2 separate regions of the Mus musculus genome follow, and region 2 is linked to region 1. The links are chromatin contacts, called in public promoter capture Hi-C maps. All regions are on one chromosome and are shown on one strand. The core of a region is the stretch at or near the end of the contact, and the rest is flanking DNA. Distances in the headings are between cores, read along the strand shown.

Region 1 (4,691 bases), core at 551-3,050:
TAAAACAATGACCCTGACCTCTCTCTCTTCTGTCTTTCTACTATGGAATGGTAAAACGAAAAGGCACTCACCAAATGTATCCCCATGACCCCGAGCTTCCCAAACTGGAGATAAGTGTAAATCAAACACATTTCTGTTTGTTACAGATCATCCCTTCTCCCGTATTTTGTGCAGCAGTGTGGAATGGGCCATAAAAATGTCCCCAGCTTTTCCTGAACACTTATGATTGTACACCTCTCAGCTTATAGTATATACTGCTACAAACATTATTAGAATATTTGGGTTTGCTACTGGCAATGAATTAAGCCCATTAGTTTGTTTATACTTCAAGCATTCCGAGAGTCTGTATCAGACAACTTGTGAATTGTTAGGAAGATCTGTTTTCAATGATTTTGCGGTTGGGATTTCACCAGATAACCATGAATCAAGGTATTTCTTTGGACAAGAAAATAACCTCTAGCCTTCAATTAAAGAATGTGGTCAAGGGAACTCACCCTTTGCCATTGTCTTTTTGTATCTTGGAGCATGTGATATTTATTTTCTACTTCTTCTATTTTTCATTCATTGTATTACTGGATTCCCTTTTTTAAACTGGAAGCAAAGCGTGGTTTAAAGTGTAGCCATGAGACAAGTAACAGGCTGTTGACTTGTGGCATGCGGGGTATGAGGGAGGACAGCTGCCAGCTTCTGTTGCCCAAGAACATGGCTGCGACTTTTCTTAAGAGAAAGGCCAAGCACAGAGAACCATGTGCGGGAAGATTTCAGCCTTTAGCAATCATTTTTCTTCTCTTGGGAAAAATGCCCTGACTCCCCTTTCATCTGAGGGCCTCACCTGGCTGCAACATCTCAATCCTGGACTCGGTCTCTTCATGCATCTCTCAGAGATGCAGGTCATTCTGAGGAGAGGTCTTTGCAGCAAACAGGGCTTGGGTATTCCTAAGCATCCTCCTGACAGGTGAATTCCTCCTTGCAGACCAGCATCTTAGAACGCTGGGGCTTCAGGAAGCTTGAAAATCAACATGTCTCATATTTGTGAGACATTTTGCTCTTTTTTTTTTTTCCTTCCTGTGTGCCATAATTTTCAGAAAAACTCCACACAATGAAAGCTACTTTGGGTCTCTTAGGCAATGTCACTTGAATCACTAGGTCACAAGGTGAGACCAAATCTTTAGCTTTTCAGAAGTCAGAACATTTAGGACCATGGGCTCTTAGTTTCCTGGAAGCATAGTTAGTCACTGTGAGTAACTTGAATGCCAACGTGTGCCTCATTCCCTTTCCACCTGTAACTCGTGGCACAAGATCATAAGAACAATAGCCTAGGTTTTTATGCAACTGATCTTTGATGACTGAAACATGGACATGGGGTGAGGAAATGGGAGATCCAAGCAAACTTCTTGAAACAATTTCACAAAAATGAAAAGGTGATTGTATCAAGTTTTTGAAAATCACTGCAATGTTAGAAGACTCTGGGAAAGTGACTTTTTAAAATGTTACTTTATTTCTAAAAATATCAATAGGTGCTCCATTTTTAAACTAAAAAAAAAAGATTTGAACATTTATCCGTTTACCTTAATTAAATGGATTAGAGTGCTCTTTGGGGGATAGTTTGAGCTTCCTTCCATGGTAGACAAATATCTTCTCCTGGTACCTCACCTGACAGGCAAGCATTAAACAAGTCGCTACAGTTAAAATATTGATGATGTGGTGAAATACGTCCCTGCTGGGGGACCGTTTGTGTCCAGATCATCTTGGCTTTTTCCTAATGCTTGTGTGTCATGCTTTCTGAACAGGTCACAGCTGATGGAGAAGAACAATGAGAGCTCTGGGGAGTTTATTCTCCTGGGCTTCTCTGACCAGCCCCGGCTGGAGATGGTCCTCTTTGTTGTCTGTACGGTCTTTTATTTTCTAGCTGTCACAGGCAACTCAGCCATCATCTTCCTCTCCCTCATGGACCTCCGGCTACACACACCCATGTACTTCTTCCTCAGCAACCTGTCCCTTCTTGACCTCTGTTACAGCACCAGTAGCATCCCCCAGTTCCAGATTAACCTCTGGGGCCCACGGAAGACCATCAGCTTCGTAGGATGTGCTGTTCAGCTCTTTGCCTTCCTGTCCGTGGGGGGCATCGAGTGCATTCTCCTGTCAGTTATGGCCTACGACCGCTTTGTAGCTGTCTGCAAGCCACTGCATTACCTGACCATCATGCACCCACAGCTGTGCCTGAAGCTGGCAGCCTTTGCCTGGCTCGGTGGCACAGCCAGCTCGACACTGATGTCCCCACTGACCATGTCTCTGGGGCGGTGTGGTCATCGCCGTATCAACCACTTTGTGTGCGAGATGCCGGCTATCATCCACATCTCCTGTGTGGACACAAGCTGGATAGAAGGCCTAATTTTCATCCTGGCCATCCCTATTGTTCTTGTGCCTCTCATTATGATCCTGGTCTCCTACGGCTACATTGCTGCCGCCGTCCTGAGGATCAAGTCTACAGCTAGTCGGCGCAAGGCCTTCAACACCTGCTCGTCACACATGGCGGTGGTGTCTCTTTTCTACAGTAGCATCATCTACATGTACATGCAGCCTGGCAATTTGGCAAGCCAGGACCAGGGCAAGTTTCTAACTCTGTTCTACTGCCTGGTGACCCCCACGCTAAACCCTTTCATCTACTCTCTGAGAAACAAAGACATGAAGGCGGCCATGTTGAAGGTTCTGGGAAAAGATAGAAACCTGCTCGACCCGCAGGGCACTGACAGGACCTGGAACTCACCTCACTTGTCCATGTGTTTCGGACCCATAGTGAATCATAGTGACAATAAGCCAAAGGTGGCAACGATGTGGTGTCTTGTATCCCATAGGTCCCAGATCAGTGATGTATATTACTGTCTGCAGGGAAGGGCCTCCATTTTATTCAAGGAGATAGGACTTCTTACAAAAAAAAACCCCAGCAAACTGACAGAAAAAGACCTGTGGCTTCCTTTTTTGCACAGAGTGGAGGAAATGATTTATTTACAGCTAACCTGTGATGCTGTTCAGACACAAGAGGAAGGAGGCACCGTCTGACAGAATGTGTGCGCATGTGCCTGTGTGTCAGAGAAGTAATGGGAACACTTGCTCTCTCCCATAGAAAGCTGTCTCAGTTTTCCAGCTCTATTGCTCCACCCTGTGGAGCAAACATTCCCATGTCCTCTGATGGTCACCAGCCAACCCTCCTCCCTGTCCCCGCACAAACGGACTTAACTGTTTAACTAAAAGCATTGCTTATTTTAAACTTCAGGTCATGGCCCATGTATAGGTCACAAAGTGAGTTTAGTGAATGTAGCAAGCATTTCAAAAGTAGCACAAAACAGAACAGATTGGTCTATGGAAACATGAGTCAGCTGTGTGTTTTGATTTGACAAATGTGTTTTGGTTTTTGGGTTTTTGTTTTTTTTTTCTCTTGTTCTTGAGGCACGATCTCTGTAGCCCAGCGCCCCTCCTTGTCTCCCAAGTGCTGGGATTGCAAATATTTGGATTACCATGTTCAGCTTCGTTTTTGTTGTTTTCTTTTCCTTCTCTCTTATTTCTTTTAGACTTTTGCGGGGCTGGCATGGAAGCCAGGGCCTTGCCTACCCCAGGCAAGCACTTGACCTCGGCACTCTCTACGTCTCAGTAATGAGTGGGTGACAAAGCTTGCCGCCAGTGCTCTAGAGTTCTCGTAGAACCAGCTCCCGATGGATCGCTCCCGATGGATCAATCAGGCCTTCTGCATCAGAGAAAGACTGGGCACCGAAACTTTAAGGATGGCAGGGAGTGTCTAGGGAGCAAGGCCATCACTGCTTATGGAGGAGGACTAGTGAGAATGAACCAAGATGAGGCTATCAATGGCAGTGATGATGGCGATGCTAACCATGAGGAAATAAAACATTCAACTCATCCTTCACCCTCTGACAGTTATGAAGTAGGACTGTCTTAACACTGAAAAACACGTCAGCTCGCTTCACATTTTCCCTTCTGATTTACAGGGAATACCAGAATGAGAATGTGAGTTTGTTGTAGATGCAAACAGAATGTCTTTTATTCTTTCCCTTTCAGCATTTTGTACAAATACGTGAGTTGCTCCCATTAGTGGGTGTCTTAGTCAGGGTCTCTATTCCTGCACAAACATCATGACCAAGAAACAAGTTGGGGAGGAAAGGGTTTATTCGGCTTACACTTCCATAATGCTGTTCATCACCAAAGGAAGTCAGGACTGGAACTCAAGCAGGTCAGGAAGCAGGAGCTGATGTAGAAGCCATGGAGGGATGTTCCTTACTGGCTTGCTTCCCTTGGCTTGCTCAGCCTGCTCTCTTATAGAACCAAGACTACCAGCCCAGAGATGGTCCCACCCACAAGGGGCCTTTCCCCCTTGATCACTAATTGAGAAAATGCCTTACAGTTGGATCTCATGGAGGCATTTCCTCAACTGAAGCTCATTTCTCTGTGATAACTCCAGCTGTGTCAAGTTGACACAAAACTAGCCAGTACAATTGACCCCTTGTCAACTTGACACACAAACACATCACTGGTAAGCCTCAACCCTTAGTTTCTTATTCATCCCCAAGATCTAAATAACTTTTAAAGTCCCACCGTCTTTACAAATTCTTAAAATTTCAATCTCTTTTAAAATCCAAAGTCTTTACAATTAAAAGTCTCTTAACTGTGGGCTTTACTAA
Region 2 (4,377 bases), core at 1,009-3,508, 350 kb before region 1:
AGTCAGGTTGGCTTTCATGATCAATTACCATGTACCACAGCAGTGTGCAAGGCTGTGTGTGTGGAGAGGAAGACAGGGACCTGAGATTCCACACCATTCCTGCAATGCTTCGCTATACTTAAGATACTTAATAATAACTGAGAACATGTCTGCAGGAGACCTAGAAAGGAAAGGCTCCAGAATGTTTAGGTGACATCCTAGGATGGCAGGGATTTTAATCCAACAAGATTGGGTCTACCCAGGAGTCAGAGGCAAAACGTGGATCTTGGGAACAAACACATTTTCTCAGAGAGGAAACCCTTTGCTTCCATCAGAGTCCCATAGGGTTTTAGGACAACCATGGTGAATGAACCACTCTACCAGAGCTATGAAGCACTCTCCCAGAGCTATCTCTTTTGCAGAGAGTGAATGGGAATGGGGCACACCACAGCAAAGTTCCTGGCACACACAGCACCTTTCAGTTTCTGTTGACTCAGCAGAAATGGCCAGCATAAAGGTGAGGGCTTCCAAGAGCACACCTCCCTCCAGAAAACAAGTGCATGACATCAGACCCTTCAAATGGCTATTGATCATCAAATGAGGAGGGGGTGGGTGCCTGAGCACAGGACTCTTACAGACTAGTGTTGCCCATCTGGGCCAGTCATCTGGGGGCAGAGCTAAGAAGAGCTTTTGGAGGGCTGGAGATACTGTCTATTTATCAGATACAGGTAAAGATAAAGAAAAGAAACTACCTGAAGAAGTTGTTCTATAAAAGAAGCAAATTCCAAAAACGGTGTCATGGCTCAGGCCTGTAATTCCAGCACCAGGAAGGCTGACGTGGGAGGATTATGAATTGAGGCCACTGTCTCTTCACCCAGATCCTGGGAGGTGGGGAGCAAAGTCCCCCTGCAGAAACAATCTCAGCTTTGCTGCGCTCTTACTGGGTTTAAGGAAAGTATCACTATCTGGGCTTCCTTCCTTTCCCTTCATCTAGTTCATTATTTATCATACGCCCATCCTCCACCAAAATACCACCCACTCAATTATCTGTCTACTGTCCATCTATCACGCACTCATTATCCATCTACTACCCATTTATCATCCATCCACCCACTCATCCATTCATCTGTCCATCCGTCCATCACCTATCCAGAATATGAGAGTCCATAATGAGCTAGGCACTAGGCTCAGAACTAGAAGTGAAATGAATCATATGGAAGGTGTCTACTCTCCAGAACCAGGTACGAGCTGTGTGCGTGTCCGTGTGTGCATGTGTGTGTGGGCTTATTGAAATTGCCTACTATTAATGAGTTGAGGTTAATCTGTGCCTTTAAATCCAGTAGTACCTTTTTATTTTTATTTTTATTTTTATATTTTTATTTATTTATTTATTTATTTATTTTTGAAATTGGGTGCACCAAAGTTTGGTGCATGAACCTTTAGGATCATATGCTATGTATGCGTTTATTTAGGACCCTCTATCTCTGTTGAAGCTTCCCTGCACAGGACTAGAACCAGGGAATCCCAGCAGACAGAAGGTTCACCCTTACCTATGTCTGCACATTACATCCACCACACCCTCCTGGAGACCACAGAAGGCTTAGGGTTGGCAGCCTGGGCTGAGTTTGTCAGGCAACAACCTCCAGATGGTCTCTGTCCTCTCAATTTCCAGACTCCAACTGGGAGATCACTATCCGACCACTGGTGGGAAGAAGGCCCAACTATGGCATAGCCATAATTGCTCAGACTGGCCAGAGCCTGCAGGTCATGGGGCATCACCTCCCTTGGGAGTGTCACTCTCCTGTCACGCTGAGGAAAGACAAACCATCTATCTATCCCATTCCCATCCCGATGTCTGAAAGTGCTTCCATAACACATTCAGTGGGTGGGCATCCCTTCCCCCACCCGTGTTCAGCACAGCAGGCAGAGGGCAGACGAGAGAACCGAGCAGCCCCAGCTGGTAGCTTGCAGCCCAGGCCCCGCCCTGGCGCCTCCCCTCCAAGGCTGCCCACCGTCCCTCCTTCCCCAGGCCCTTTTCCTGGCCTCGAGGAGCCGGGCGGCCCGGAGGGGGTGTCGCGGTGGCATTTGGTAATCACACGGAGGCACAAAAGGCCCCGGAGCCACCTGAGAGCGGAATGCGCCGGTGCCCCACCGTGGCCGCGGCCCCTGACACCGCCCGGGCCCGCGCGGCCGGGCGCCTGGCTGACCTGCTGGGGCTGATGAATCCGGCTTTGTGCGACACTGTCACGCCGCGTTAGCCCCACAATGGCCAGCGATATTTTATATGAATTTCCCCCTGGCCGGTGATTAGGCGATCGCCGGCCAGTCATAGCAACCTGGAAGTATGCGCTGCCCGCCGCGCCGTCGGGCGCGAGGGGAAATCCTCTTTCAGACGCTTTAATTCAACACCCCGAAGGGCGTGTGAATCGCCAACAGCATTTTCACTTTTCCCTTGTGCTTAATCTTGTCGTCCTCGCAGGGACATTGTGCTCAGAGCCGAGCGCAGTGGGATATCGGCCGGGGTCCCCCCTCCCACAGCGGAGAGTTAATGATATACCGGAGAGGCCCCCGGAGCCAGGGGAGCCCCCCCACCCCCAACGCATCGTAAATGGTAACACTTTCGGATGGGGGGGTCAGGGGTCGCAACCTGGATTTGGGGACTCTGCTTCCCTAAAAAGCTGCCCTTTCTGTCCCTCCGGAACCCCTAAGCTCCGGCTGTCTTGCAGGCTAGTCTCATTGGAGTCGATCCTTCCATAGGCTGAGCACACAGAGAGGTGGAGGACCACCCCCTGAGGAGCCACGAAGCTGAGGCCAGTCATCAGGAAGGGGTTTTGCCTGGGGGAGGGGAAGAGGCCAAGCTGTTGTTCCCTGCCCAGAAGCCAAGTAGGGCTTGGGGTGAGTTCAGCAGATACTGAGAGTCTGATGTTCAAAAGCAACCAACTCTGCTAATAGTTGTGGCAGAGGTTTGGGGGACCCAACAAAGTCCAGCCACTATGGGTTGAGGGTATGGCTGGCCTGGAGGTATGTCACAGGCTGGAGGAAGGGACCACACCCAACACGAGGTAAGATGCTCTGGCTGGAGACACTGTCCAGGCCAGCAAGGCCCAAATGAAGACTTCGCAGTGAATAAAGGTTGCCTGTACAAGCAGTGAGCCCCCAGGAGTCCTTAGGGACTTGGGGAGACCACCCCCAAGTGGGGTGGAGTGTTGCAAGGTGGGTAGAAGATGCTCCTCCCTCATAGGGAAGCCAGCTAGGAGCTTCTGAGGACTCCAGGCACAGCCACCCCCGTACACAGGCAGGTAGAGACCCTAGTTTCCACGGCTGTGGGCTTCAGACCATGTGCCTTTATGTCTTACATGCAAATGTCACACACAGCCAAAAGAAAGCTGTCCCCTCACAAGGACACATAGTGTTTAATAACCTGCTTCCTGGACTCTGCCCCCACCCCCCAATCCTGTGAGCCTCCCACTTGTCCCCTTCCAGCCTGACCAGCTGTTTTATTGACCTTCGTCCTGTGACCCCTACCTCTGGCCCAGGCTGGCCCTGCAACCACCCCACCCATTTCATCTTGCCAGAGGTCAATACAGGGGAGTCACCTAGTACCTGCCTCCAAGTGTCTGAGGCTTGCCTCAAGGGATATAAACGGTTCACAATCATCCTGTACTCAAAATTCTTCAAATGCTTTCTGATCCCGAGTAGGTAGGTAGGTCGCTCCCTGCTACTTTTGGGTGCAAGAGCAGAGCCCTCTAGGACCTCGTTCTGCATTCAAGGGCTAGAGCTTCCTCACGCTCAGGTTAGCATCCTGAGTTTTAGGCTGACACAGGGCAGATGGTTTTGGGATTAGATATGAGCAAACACTTGCCTTGTATACACACAGGCACCCATTCACACATGCATGCTCAATGCATATACATATGCACACACGCCTGTACCGTGTACATGGTCACACCCACACAGAGACAGACACCTGAGCACACATGTACGAGCATTTGTGTGTAGCTACCATTCACACATCTATACATATATAATCAATACCTGTGAGTACATACACAGGTGCACAAATGTATATGTGCACTGACACGTGCACACATCTCCACATATCCATACACAGCACATGCAGTCATATACTTACACACATACCCACGTAAGGCACATCCACACAAATGCACACTGAAATATGCCCATGCATGACACACATTCGGACAGACATATTCACTAACATGGGCACAAACACATTCATATTCACAAGTGCGCAGGCCCACGTAAGACATTCATGCGCACATGCATATATAAAACACATGCACACACGCTTTTCTATAACACATGGCTGCACAAGCTCACATACATGCACACATGCACGCAAGAGGCTGGCTCCCTTCCTCCCAGCTGGCTGGTAGA

Evidence for each region. Promoter capture Hi-C pulls out the DNA fragments that hold promoters and counts their contacts.
Region 2: a contact with region 1 is called in a promoter capture Hi-C map of hippocampal neurons, with 2.1 times the contacts expected there. The contact joins the enhancer-like site here to the promoter of Olfr225 in region 1. A contact is called at or near these places in 5 of 39 promoter capture datasets (the C10 cell line, hippocampal neurons, liver and 1 more) and 1 of 9 other capture datasets (macrophages).

The regions. Positions count from the first base shown.
Region 1 is chr11:59,611,166-59,615,856 of GRCm38.p6, forward strand. Olfr225 (olfactory receptor 225) reads left to right here and starts at 1,801. Exons shown (of 1, transcript NM_001011740.2): 1 at 1,801-3,060. The coding sequence starts at 1,801. The coding sequence ends at 3,060.
Region 2 is chr11:59,262,038-59,266,414 of GRCm38.p6, forward strand. The region is part of intron 2 of Wnt3a (wingless-type MMTV integration site family, member 3A); the gene reads right to left. Among named protein-coding and RNA genes, the nearest start is that of Wnt3a, 27 kb to the right of the region's middle. Within about 2 kb of position 2,259, at least 57 of the 459 cell types and tissues checked have an H3K27ac peak or open chromatin away from gene starts, as enhancers often do. A contact at or near this core is called in hippocampal neurons, where this site is marked.